Regions from separate parts of the Mus musculus genome. Here region 1 is linked to region 2. A link is a contact called in public HiChIP or PLAC-seq data. All regions are on one chromosome and are shown on one strand. Each heading gives the region's core, a stretch centred on a gene start, on an enhancer-like site or on the middle of the called end of the contact. The rest is flanking DNA. Distances are from core to core; before and after follow the strand shown.

What was found. HiChIP or PLAC-seq counts read pairs in DNA pulled down with a chosen protein or histone mark.
Region 1: an H3K27ac HiChIP or PLAC-seq map of embryonic stem cells shows a contact between it and region 2, with 4 times the contacts expected there. The contact joins two enhancer-like sites. A contact is called at or near these places in 3 of 39 promoter capture datasets (the C10 cell line, cranial neural crest and liver), 1 of 15 datasets of contacts at CTCF or cohesin (the NIH/3T3 cell line), 2 of 115 datasets of contacts at active chromatin or transcription factors (both in embryonic stem cells) and 3 of 9 other capture datasets (adipose tissue, embryonic stem cells and liver).

What each region holds. Positions count from the first base shown.
Region 1 is chr4:94,861,764-94,868,175 of GRCm38.p6, reverse strand. It overlaps Tek (TEK receptor tyrosine kinase), which reads right to left. Exons shown (of 23, transcript NM_001290549.1): 19 at 4,493-4,563; 20 at 3,531-3,571; 21 at 2,657-2,753. Among named protein-coding and RNA genes, the nearest start is that of Eqtn, 64 kb to the left of the region's middle. Within about 2 kb of position 4,780, at least 4 of the 459 cell types and tissues checked have an H3K27ac peak or open chromatin away from gene starts, as enhancers often do. A contact at or near this core is called in embryonic stem cells, where this site is marked.
Region 2 is chr4:94,670,324-94,676,879 of GRCm38.p6, reverse strand. The region is part of intron 13 of Ift74 (intraflagellar transport 74); the gene reads right to left. Among named protein-coding and RNA genes, the nearest start is that of Mir872, 8.4 kb to the right of the region's middle. Within about 2 kb of position 1,734, at least 9 of the 459 cell types and tissues checked have an H3K27ac peak or open chromatin away from gene starts, as enhancers often do. A contact at or near this core is called in embryonic stem cells, where this site is marked.

The sequences.
Region 1 (6,412 bases), core at 3,531-6,030, 190 kb before region 2:
TGTGTCCTAATATGTGGTAGGTTTTCCAGAAAGTTTCATGGGCTGCTGAGAAGAATGTGTATTCTTTAGTGTTTTAGTGGAATGTTCTGTAGGTATCTATCGGGTCCATTTGACTTATGATATCTTATTTTCAGAATTTCTAAAGATAGATCTTAGATCTGAAAATCTGTCTATTGATAACAATAGGGTATTAAAATAACCCACTGTCATTGTGTTGTGGTTAATCAGTAGTCTTAAGATCTGATAGTATTTCTTTTATGAAATTAGGTGCCTCTGTGTTTGGTATGTATATGTTTAGGACATATCCTTTTGTAGGTTTTTCTTTAATGCAGTAGTTCTCAACCTGTGAGTCATGACCGTTTTGGGGGGTTGGACAGCCCTTTCACAGGGATTACCTAAGATTATCAGAAAGCAAATATTTACATATTTATGCCAGTAGTAAAATGACAGTTATGAAACAGCAACATAAATAACTTTATGATTGGGGGTCACTCCATCATGAGGAACTGGACTAAGGGGTTGCAGCATTACAAAGGTTGAGAAACACTGCTTTGGTGAGTGTGAAGTGTTTCGCTCAGAACTATTTTGGTTTAAAGAATATGTTGTATTAGAATAAGAACTGTTTCTTTGTTAGATTTGCTTGAAATGCTCTTTCATCCTTTTACTCTATGGGGTATTTATTGTTAATGGTGAGATTTGTTTCTTGAAAACAGCGAAATGATGGATTCTACTTTTTCCTCTTTTTGGTTTGAGTCTTTTTCTTTAATATCTGAGCCATCACTTCAGCCCTAGATCCTGTTTTTAAACATAGTCCATTAGTCTGTGTTTTTTTAATTGGGGGAATTGATACTGGTAATGTTAATTATTACTAAACAATGTTTATTAATTTCTGTTATTTTGATGCTTTTCTGGTGTTTTATTATATACCTCTTTTGATTTAACATTTTTTCAGACCTAAGTATTCCTTTTAATATCCTCTGTAGGGAGAGATTAGTTATAAATTGTTTAAACATTTTTAGCATGTGAAGATTTTCTTTATACTTTAATTTTGACTGACAGTTTTGCCCGCTGTAGTAGTCTCTGCTGAAATCTGTAATCTTTCATAACTTGTAGAATATCCATCCAAGCCCTCCTGGCTTTCATAGTCTTCATGGGAAAAAATGGTTGTTATTCTGACTATCTCTCTATCTGTCCATGTGGATTGATCTTTCTTTCTTTCTTTCTTTCTTTCTTTCTTTCTTTCTTTCTTTCTTTCTTTCTTTCTTTCTTTCTTTCTTTCTTTCTTTCTTGCAGTTTTCAATGTTTTTCCTGTACATTTAACTGTTTTGACTGTTATATGACATTGCGGGGGGTCCTTTTTAGTTCTATTTGGTGTTCTACATGATTTTTGTACCTTGATAGGCATTTCTTTCTTTCCTTCTTTCTTTCTTTCTTTCTTTCTTTCTTTTTTTTTTTTTTTGTTTTTTTTTTTTTTTTTTTTTTTTTTTTTTTTTTGTTTTTTGAGACAGGGTTTCTCTGTGTAGCCTTGGCTGTCCTGGAACTCACTTTGTAGACCAGGCTGGCCTCGAACTCAGAAATCCACCTGCCTCTGCCTCCCAAGTTCTGGGATTAAAGGCGTGCACTACCATGCCTGGTGCATCTCTAGACTTTGGGAATTTTCTTCTTTGATTATGTTAAAAACATTTTCTGTGCCTTTGACGTGGGTCTCTCCACCACCTTCTTATTCTAATGGTTTAGTCAGTTTGGTCTTTTAATAGTGTTCCATATACCCCAATAGGTTCTATTCCTTGGCTGTTTGCTTTGTTTGTTTTTAAATCAAACATGTTTTTGATTGAGTGATTCCATTCCTCTACCTTGTCAAGACCTGACAGTCTTTCTTCCTCTTGATCGAATCTATGGGCAGGGCTTTCCTCTGAGATTTCATCTGAATAGCTGACATTTTTCATATCAGGATTTATCTCATTTTGGCCTTTCTTCAAAGATTCTTGTTTTATAAAATTACATTTTTATAGCCTGAATTGTTTTATTTTTTTCATTCAACTGTTTTTTTACAACCTTCACCCCAGAATTTATTCATATCCTCTTGGAGGCTCTTGATCATCTATATCTGCCTGGGGTGACTATGTTTATGCCTCTTGTACCAGGGGAAATATTAGCATCTCCTTTCTTAGAAATCTGAGCAATGACTTGTTTGTTCAACCTATCACCAAACACTCTTGAAATTTTGCCACGTAAGGACTTCCAATGGCTAGTTCTGGAGTGGAGGCTCCACTGACATTAATTGTTCTTCCTTGTGAAAAATAATCTCAAAAGAAGCAAAATGGTGAACAAGTTGTTGCTTAATGGAGTGATTCTAAAATCTGTACACCAACCTGAATAAAACATCTACTGCATTTTTCACCATCAATTTTGTGTATTTCATATTCTTCTGTCCTTTTCCTTCCTCGTTCCACCCTTCTCAAGAGCTGTGCCTTAACCACTCTCCTAGATGTAAGTAGCAGGCAAAGTTGCTGCTCCTTGCCTACTAGCAAAAATCTCCTTTTTCTTCACCTATGCGATATCTTAATGCGGGTGTCCTACTATACGTGATGATGGCTCCGTGAGAGTCACATGGAGAAAAGGAGAGATGAAATAACCTCGGTGAGGCCTGACTTACACCTCATCATCACAGTTCAGGGGCTTCTCCAGCCTGTAGCCCTGGGGTAGCTTCTCATAGAGCTCCGCGCACGTCATGCCGCAGTAGGGGGTGCCTCCTGGAACACAAAGAGTAGGGTCCATGAGTCCCACCGACACAGAAGGCTGTGTTTCCTGCCCCAGTGCTAAGCAGTGAGGAGGGAGAAGATAGAGGGTACGTGCCTCCCTCCACAACCTCACTGTGTACTAGGCTGGACTTGCATCGCTGATCACACCACGATGCTACCACTCCTTGAGTGGAGGGGACGCACCAAGACCTCACTCTTAATAGTGCCTCTCCTTCCTCCCGAGTCTCCTATGCAGAGCACATCTCATGTACCAATGACATTTCATTTTTCATACTCAAAGTCTGTATTTATGCAAGTCCTACTTTATCAACAACAGTTACTGTACAGCATAACGTAGAAAAGCTATCCACTATTGTAGAAAAACTTCAAAGGATGGGAAATCCTATATAATACCTCTCATTACTTTTCAATATAGCAACTTGCAATTTTAAAATAGTAATTTATAAAACCACTATCATGTTATACATGAAGTGCTTGGTTTGGGGTATGGGGTTTTGCCCTTGAAATTAAATGGCCTTTAGGATGGGGCTTTTATTGGTTGTATAACACCCATTTAAAGTTATAAGGGTAACTTTTTACTGCTCTTTGACACTCAGACACAGACAGAAACAATTTAGAGTGAAGTGCACAGCCACAAGGCCCTTAGTGTTAAGTGTGCTGCTGCCATTAGAGAAATTAAAGGGTGTCCTGTGGCACTGGGTTATGAGGAGACTGGAGGCTCCATGCCCTGTGCCCACTGTTGCACCGGGTGGGGAAATTAATACTCACCTAAGCTAACAATCTCCCAGAGCAATACACCATAGGACCAGCTGCAGGAGAGATGGCATAAAAAAGTCATCAGCAAATAGGGTGACCACTGACAGTCTGCTCCACAGGCCCCTTCCCCCAACCCTGGTGAGAAACCTTTTATCAAAAGAGGAAATGCTACTCATATGCTTTCTAGGGTGAGACCTGACACACAGGATGAGTTCCGCTTAGGCTCTTAGGTAAGTAGAGGGCTTTAGGGTTGGGGTGGGGGTGGGGTGACTGATCTTTCCAAACCCCTACTGTAGAAGACAATTAATTCCACACCAAGCAGCTGGGACAGGAGGCCCTTCTCTGCCATTTGATACTTGGATGGTTAGTATAAATTACTAAAACCCCTAAGCATAGTTCTCCAAAAGTGGAGACACCCTGGTGATGCACATATCTGCAGTGGGGACAGGGTAGTCTCCTCCTCCCTAAATAAGGACTCTGGGACAACTATTACCTCTCTGCTAGCCTTACTTTCTCCTCCTGCAAGAGTGTACAAGTGACTGTCACTGCAGGCTGTAAGAAGGCATGGCCTTATGGCAGCTATTCTAAGCTGCTTCCTCTATGCTAGGTCCAGGGAATAGACTCATGGGGATGCCCCTATACCCTTTCTCTTTTAAAAGTCATGACGTCAGCACCTGAAGTCTGTTATGTGATGGGAGAAGACACCTTCAAACCTGACACTTGAGATTTTACACTGGGAACTTCCGTTCTGCAGCTTTGTTTTCTTTGAGTTTATTTCCTCCTTTTATCTGCTGCACACACCTGGCACACCTAGTGGCAGTGGCAGGTCCTGACATAAGCAGCTGCTGGGTTCCTGAGAGCAGGCCAGTGGAATTGCCTGGACAATATCACAGGTTATCCATGCTTCTCTTTAGCACTTCTGCCAAATTTCTCTTCTAAGAAAAAAAATTCTTAGAGGCAAAGTGTTTACTTACACATCACTGTTGGTTGTATAGACACTATAGTTCAGTGATTCGATTGCCATCCAACGCACTGGGAGCCTTCCCTAAAGAGAACAAAATGAGACATCACTTAGGGAAGATTTTGTGTTTAGAATCACAGACATGGGCACAATAGACTCAGGAAGCCTCAGTTTACGAATTTCCAACCACGCACATGTTTTCAAATTCAAAGATATGCAGACGCTGTAAACCTTACCCCAGGGAGTCTGACTTGAGTCTGTCTATGTGAATTTGCACATTTTATAGTCATTCAGCTATTCACCTGATCACCTGGTGCTTGGAATGGCACCCTGAGGTTTTTTAAATAGGGGACAGGCCCAGAAACTGAGAATGTAGCTGTACTGTGAGAAGAGGACAATAGGGACAAGGGCTGAGTTGGAGAGACCACCTTAGAGGTCTGTCACAGGATATTTGAACACACTGTGAACTCCACAATTGTGTTATTTACTGAAAGAAAAAACATCTGTTTCTAGTTGTGTTGAGGCCCAGCCTTAGCACACATCTTTATTCCCTCTGGCTGGAATACAGACAAGGCCTTAGTACACACCTTTAATCCCAAACAGTAAGCTAAAGGTAGTTTATAGAAGGAAGCACCCATGTTTGAAACTGATATCTAATTGAGGGACAAAGTGATGAAGCAGAAAAAGATTTGCAGAATAAGATATACCCAACTCTCATGAGAATAGAGAGGAAAGAGAAGCTACTTGAGGGAGCAATGCAAAGAGAGAGGGGGAAGAGGGACCGTTGTACAGAGACAGGTTGAATAGAGAGAACAAGTTAGACACAGGTGAAGAAGGAACAAACCAGAGAATGAGAACAAGTTGGTAGATTAGAACATATTGCCAAAGTTAGTAGGAGGCCAAGCAGAGCAATTTAAGAGAGACCCAGAGAAAGAAGCCAGATTGACTCAGTCAGCTTGGAGCGGAGTTTGAGCGAGAACAGCTGAGTTGAGCCAGCCAGCTAGAAATCAGAAAGAACAAGAAAGGGTGAGCTTATTCAGCAGTTAGTCTGAAAACATTCTAGACCTAAATTTGTACTGAGCCTGGAAGCTTCCAGGACTAGGCCTAGGTGGGCAGACAGAGGCTGTAAACCGAAGAGAAGACAATTACATTAGGCAAATAAAAGATTTTATCAGAAGTGGGCACATCTGGCCTCCCAAAAGCATTTGATCAATCAGGAAGGAAAATATTTCCCTCATTTAGTGTCATCCTGTGTCCAGGCTGCGTAAAATGAGGTGTAGCCTGGATATTGGGACTCTGTTTCTATTTCCCTCAAATTCTGTATGATTTGGAGGATCCCTATGCAACTGGGTTATTATGTGGCTCACCGTTAAAGAGATCTTTTCTTCCTTGGCTCCCTCTTCCCCTCCCAGAGATAGCCAAACTTTCAACAGTGCCATCTTAGCCTATAAAATCAGGAAGGCTTTGGAGCTCTTCAATCTGCCTTTGCAGGCATTTTAACAGCATGCCCTTCCTAAGAGCACCTTCTCCACCCTCAAGGGTGATTCTATGTATGTGGTTTTCTCTCAGTCATCTGTGGAACGGCTGTAAGTCCCAAACAGGGCTCAGGTTCAAAAGAGTCCTCCCATCTACCTACTCACCCCACATTCTCCCTCATACACATTCCTTCTTTCTATGTCAAGCTGGGCCCAAATCCCTCACCTGTTCCTCTAGCTCACTCTTGCATCACAGCCCTAGAATGGAAAGTAGTCATATCAGCTGCTCTCTCCCCCCACAACCCCACAGGCTTCGGCCTTCATACTGCCAAGGTTCCATATGTGCATTCACACTTTCTGTATTTGACTTCTTTGGCCTTCATCCACTTCCACTCTCCTTGTCACCTTGATTCAGCCACTGTCTGATGAGAGTTTCCTCTTCAGTGCGCGCTCTACCT
Region 2 (6,556 bases), core at 485-2,984:
GACCTCAAATATTCAGATCACGTGATGGTAAATATCCAAATAGCAGCAGCAAACTGAGGAACCTCTGAACCTGCTGAGGCCTAGCTTACTAAAAAAGTCCTAGCTCCCTGAGCTGGCCACTCTTGAGACTAGTTAAGGCATTAAGGGATTACAGGGAAGGTCTGCATTTTAGGCTACTTAACAACTTCCCACTGTATCTTTCTTTCTCTAAACGAAGGAGAATCTCCTACACATGCATTCTGTTCATAGCTCATCTTTTCCTTTTCCTGCTCCAGAGATACTTCAGGGAGGCTTTCTCTTCTACTCCAGTAAGACTATTCCCAAGGAGATTTGGTGACCATTCATTATCCAACCCAAGGGCAGTTTCAGTTCTCTCACCCTGCAATACCTGCCACTGGTGATAAACCCTTTTTGACATATTTTCATGTATTGCTTCTGCACTGCATAGGTGAGATCCTCTCAATTCATTTTTTACATGTATTATTTTGTTCATGTGCGCATGTGTGTGCATTCAAGCATGCCACAACATACATGTAAAGGTAAAAAAACTACTTATGAGAACTGACTCTCTCTGTCTACCATGTGGTTTATGAGGATCAAACTTAGGATGCCAGACATGTGGGCAAGTATCTTTATCCCCTGAGTCTACTCTCTAGTCCTTCACTGACTTCTAAACCTGTACTATACCAATGACAATCTCATTCAGTCCTGTAACTTAAAAACACTTAATTGATGCCAAATTTTCCAATTCTTTCATCCAACTACTTACTAGATTGGGATTTAGATTCCCTTCTTGGGAAAGCATATCTGGCCAGCATGATTATATGGAACAGAGCTCCTGCATATCTCAAAGATTCCCAAACTTCAAAACAAATTCCTGATCACTCTTGAGACGAGACAAGTCAGAGCATTAGTAAACTGGTGTATGTTGTGATTTCTCAATAGAAAATTAGTTTCTGGAGCTGGAGAGATGGCTAAGGGGAGCTGGTTATGATGCTGCTCTAAAGAAAGATCAAACTTCCTAGTACTCAACACCAGAGTACTACCTAACTTAGAACTACCTAACTCCTAAGTTCCAGCATCTCTTCTAGACTCCATGGCACTGTGCACACTTGTGTGTATGTATACACACACACACACACACAGTCCATAACCGGTTTTGGTTTTTTTTGTTTTGTTTTTTTTGTTAATACAAACTATTGTTTTAGCTGACTTTGGGGTGACACCACATTAATTCATACTAAACTATTATTTTAGACCCCCTCTAACATTTTCATTCATTTAGAGTGTTGTGGATAGCCCTGGGGATAATTATATTTGATGCCAATTCTGTTGTCCGGTGAGGGGTTGTGAACAAGGAATGAGTCAGCACTCTGGTGATTTCTTGTAAACCTGCTTCCCACCTTAATTTGTAAAATAAAAGAGCAGAGGGAGGGAAAGTGAAGCGGAAAGGAAGAAAAGAAGGAAGAGAGAGAGAGAGAGAGAGAGAGAGGGAGAGGGAGAGGGAGAGGGAGAGGGAGAGGGAGAGGGAGGGAGGGAGAGAGGAAGGAGGAGGAAAAGCAGAGCAGAAGCATGTGGCCTAGAGAAACCCCAAGGTCTAAGGGGTCTCATAGCTGTGGAAGATGGTAGTGTAGCAGTAGATCTGCCTAACTGAGTGGCCTACAGAGAATGACAGAGAGGCTCACTCACCCAACTCCCAGAGAGCTACAGCCAAGAGCAGCACCTCAGCCTGGAACTGTAGGGAACACAACTGCCTGCGAGGCAGTTTTTGAGCAGACACAGTGAACTAATAGGGGCATCTATGCCTGAGAGAGCTTTTCTGTGTTCGCTTCTCCATATCCTTCGCTCCCCCCCCCTTGCCTCCCTCACCCTCATGTCTAGGACAGCCAGACTGGTTCTCCTGACTGCTTGTTTATGCTGCGGATTGCCTGAAATCAGCACACAAGCATACGCTGCCAGCTGCAACCCGAACTAGGGACACACATGACCACGCGGGTCTTTCTACACCCAGCCCCTTCGTATGCATAAAGAATCATGGAGATGAAGGTACAAAGGGCTCCAGACAAGGTAGTTTATTGACATAAAAACCTTTTGATACTTAAAGATGGGAAACAATACATATCTTTTCGACTTTACGTGATGATATTTTGAGTGGTTTGACAGGGATGGATTTAAAGGAAATAGACACCTTATCATTTATTGGTATTGCAATTTTTTTTTTCAAGACAGGGTTTCTCTGTATAGCCCTGGCTATCCTGGAACTCACTTTGTAGACCTTGAACTCAGAAATCTGCCTGCCTGTGCCTCCCTTTTTCTTCTCAGATGACTCTAGTTTGTGTCAAGTTGACTAAAAAATAACTAGCATGGTCTCCTAGCAAGGAAAGAATACCACTTTTGGCAGGAGACTCTCTAATTCTGTGGAGCTCATAGCTGTGGAAGATGGTAGTGTAGCGGTAGATCTGCCTAATCTAGGTGCACAGCATGTATTCATATTAATTGTGTCGTGTTTTCATTGCCAGGGCATATTTGGGAGGAGATTTATCGCAACATAGAGAGCCAAGGCAATTCCTATTTCAATTTCAGTTAGTGTGGATAGCTTGCTAAATTCCCTATTTTGAATTTAGACCCCCCCTCCCCCACCACACACCTACTTCTCTCATGCCAATGTAGCAGTAAGCAATAAATTCCTATTTCAAATACTTTTAAATTGCTATGTTGAGTACATAAAAATTAATGACTAACTTTTTACTTTTGGCTTCGTCCAACTAGCAAAATAGTTGAATTATAGTAGACATGTCCCTTTTCAGCAGGGAAACAACAGTACTTATAAGTACAAGGTGTACTTTAAAATATAGAGTGAGAAGCCTCTGAGTGACTAAGGCGGGGGGGGGGGGTACTGTGCATATACTAATTACTTATCTCAGTGCTGCCATAGAGATAGAATATATATATCTCAGTAGTGAGATACAATTTCTACATACTGCTTGAAGGCATACAAGAAGGGTACAGTCCATTCTGAAAGAAAGTCGTAACAACTGGTCTACAGTTTACAAGCAAACAAAGATGAATGCTGGTGTGTGGCTTTTTTTCTCCTTTATATTTACTGTAAGACCCCACCCTATAGAATGGTCCTATTCTTAGTTAATTCGAGTCTTCCCACCTCAACTTAATCCCTCATAGACACACCCCGAAAGCTTTTTGGATAGTTTTAGATATAGTCAACAGTCAATAGTGCCAGGCCAGAATGAGCTTGGTAAGAGTGCTTCAAAATACTAAAATCTCTAAATTGGTAAGAATTAAATTATTGCTCAAAAGGCCTCACTACCTATAAGAAAAAAAAAAAAAACTCTGTAGAAGTTTGTTTGAACAGAGTATTTATTTTAGATTCCATCTTAGTAGTGCGTGGCATGTACCAAATACAACATAAAGCCCTCAATGATTTTCCAAAGCAGTGGTTATCAAATATTAGTATGACTTTTTGCTAATATACAAAACACTGAGCACTATTCTCACAGTTTCAAACTGAAGTCTCAGGTAGTACCTCAGAATATGCATTTCAAGCTAGTTTCAGGTGTGTTAAGATATCACAACTCTAAGTTTTTTAAAAACAATCTTGCTAGGTCAATAACCACATTAAACAATGAACTGCTCTTTCTTGGATATATACACTGAGAATCCATAGAACAATGAGCTGCTCTTCCTTGGATATATACACTGAGAATCCATAGGCTAGGAATTCGAAGTGCCATTTCAACAAACACTTATAGGAAAATGTTTTCTATGAACTGTATCTTGGGTATTCCGAGCTTTTGGACTAATATCCACTTCTCAGTAAGTGCCTATCATGTGTGTTCTTTTGTGACTGGGTTACCTTACTCAGAATGATATTTTCTATTTCCATCCATTTGCCTAAGAATTTCATGAATGCACTGTTTTTAATAGCTGAGTAGTATTCCATTGTGTAAATGTACTACATTTTCTGTATCCATTCCTCTGTTGAAGGGCATCTGGGTTCTTTCCAGCTTCTGGCTATTATAAATAAGGCTGCTATAAATACAGTGGAGCATGTGTCCTTGTTATATTTTGGAGCATCTTTTGGGTATATGCCCAGAAGTGGTATAGCTGGTTCCTCAGGTAGTACTATGTCGAATTTTCTGAGGAACTGCCAGACTGATTTCCAGAGTGGTTGTACCAGCTTGCAATCCCACCAGCAATAGAGGAGTGTTCCTCTTTCTCTATATTCTTGCCAACATCTGCTGTCACCTGAGTGTTTGACCTTAGCCATTCTGACTGGTGTGAACTGGAATCTCATGGTCGTTTTGACTTGCATTTCCCTGATGACTAAGGATGTTACATTTCTCATGTAACATTTCTCTAGGTGCTTCTTGGCCATTCAAGATTCCTCAGTTGAGAATTCTGTTTAGCTCTGTACCCCAATTTTAATAGGGTTATTTTCACAGACCACATGAAGCTCAAGAAGAAGGAAGACCAAAATGTGGGTGCTTTGGTCCTATTTAGAAGGGGGAACAAAATACTCAAGGGGGCAAATACAGAGACAACGTGTAGAGCAGAGACTGAAGGAAAGGCCATCCAGAGACTGCCCCACCTGGGGAGCCATCCCATATACAGTCACCAAACACAGACACTATTGTGGATGCCAACAAGTGCTTTGCTGACAGGAGCCTGATATAGCTGTCTCCTGAGAGGCTCTGCCAGTGCCTGACAAATATAGAGGTGGATGCTTGCAGCCAACCATTGGACTGAGCACATGGTCCCCCAATGGACGAGTTAGAGAAAGGTCTGAAGGAGTTGAAGGAGTTTGCAACCCCATAGGAAGAACAACAATACCAACAAACCAGACCCCCCCCCCCACACACACACCCACAGAGCTCCCAGGAACTAAATCACCAACGGAAGAGTACATGGAGAGACCCATGGCTCCAGCCATATATGTAGCAGAGGATGGCCTTGTCAGACATCAATGGGAGGAGAGGCCCTTGGGAAGGTTCAATGCTCCATTGTAGGGGAATTCGAGGGCAGGGAGGCGGGAGTGGATGGGGATGGGGGTGGAGGGATAAGCACCCTCACAGAAGCAGGAGGAGGGAGGATGGCATAGGGGGTTTCTGGAGGGAAAACTGGGAAAGGGGATAACATTTGAGATGTAAATAAATAAAATATTCAATAAAAGAAAAAAAGATATGATTGTGGAAGTAACCAGACAAAATACCAAAGTTTCAACTTATAAGGTAACTGAATACATGATAACAATGCTAACAAGTTACATGTGAGAAATTTTGTATTACTATACTTTCTCTCTCTCCCTCCCTCCCTCCCCGCCACCCCCCCTGCCACCCCCACCCCCCATCTTTCTCACACACAAACACAGAATCAGTTCTTAGCACAAAAATCCTAAGTATTAAGCACTCATGTTACCCACACCACCAACCTTTTATACAGGGTTTTGCTTTTGTGACTCAAAATGCCCTGGAACTGACCTCAAGCAGTATATACAAATTGATAATTAATAATATATCTTAGTTTTTGTTATATATCCATCTCCCTTGGCAGCTCCATGGCTGGTCTAGAATTCATAATCTTTCTGCCTCAGTCTTCTGAGTACTGACATTATATACATGTACTGCCATGAACAACTCTTACTTCCCTTTTAAGGTGAGGAAAGTGGGCTAGTGGATGGCTCTATGGTTTTGTAAAAGCATTTGTCCTGCAAGCCTGAGTTAAATCCCTAAAACTCACAATAGAAGAAAACCAACTCCTGCAAGTTGTTCTCTGTTCCCATACCTCCATATACACACCCCATAGCATGGTCACATCTGCATTCACAAATGTATCTCTCTCTCTCTCTCTCTCTCTCTCTCTCTCTCTCTCTCTCTCTCTCACACACACACACACACACACACACAGTGATCAGGGTGTAAAATGAATAAATTAATGGGAAAACTTTTTTAAAATATGAAGAAAATGAGGTTGGGTTGGGTCCAACTAAAGAGCGTGTCCAACAACAGTTAAAAGTAGCACTGTGGGGACTCAAGTCAAGACTTGTTTAGTTGCAGGACAAAAATATTCTGCCTTAATTTTTAATTTTAACATACACCACTACCAAGACTCCTAAAGCAAACCTTATGAATTATCTGTATTGGAAAGGAAGACCAACAGAGTCAACTAACCTGGACTCTTGGGGGCTCTCAGAGACTGAACCACCAACTAAAGAGCATAATATGCTATACCCAGATGTGCAGCTCGGTCTTCAGGTAGGTTCTGAACAACTAGAATAGGGGCTATCCCTAAAACTGTTACCTGTTTGTGGAATAAGTTCTTCTAGCTGGGCTGCCTTGTCTGGTCTCAGTGGGTGAGAATGTGCCTAGCCCCACAGACTTGATGTGCCAGGGTGATGGGAGATACCCAGATGGGGCTTCTGCCCTCTCAGGGAAGAAGTGGGCATGGGAGGAGGGATTGTGGAAAGGGGTACAGGAAGGGGACAGTGATATGGATTAAAGTGAATAAATAACTTTTTAAAAATGAAAAAAAAGAAATATCT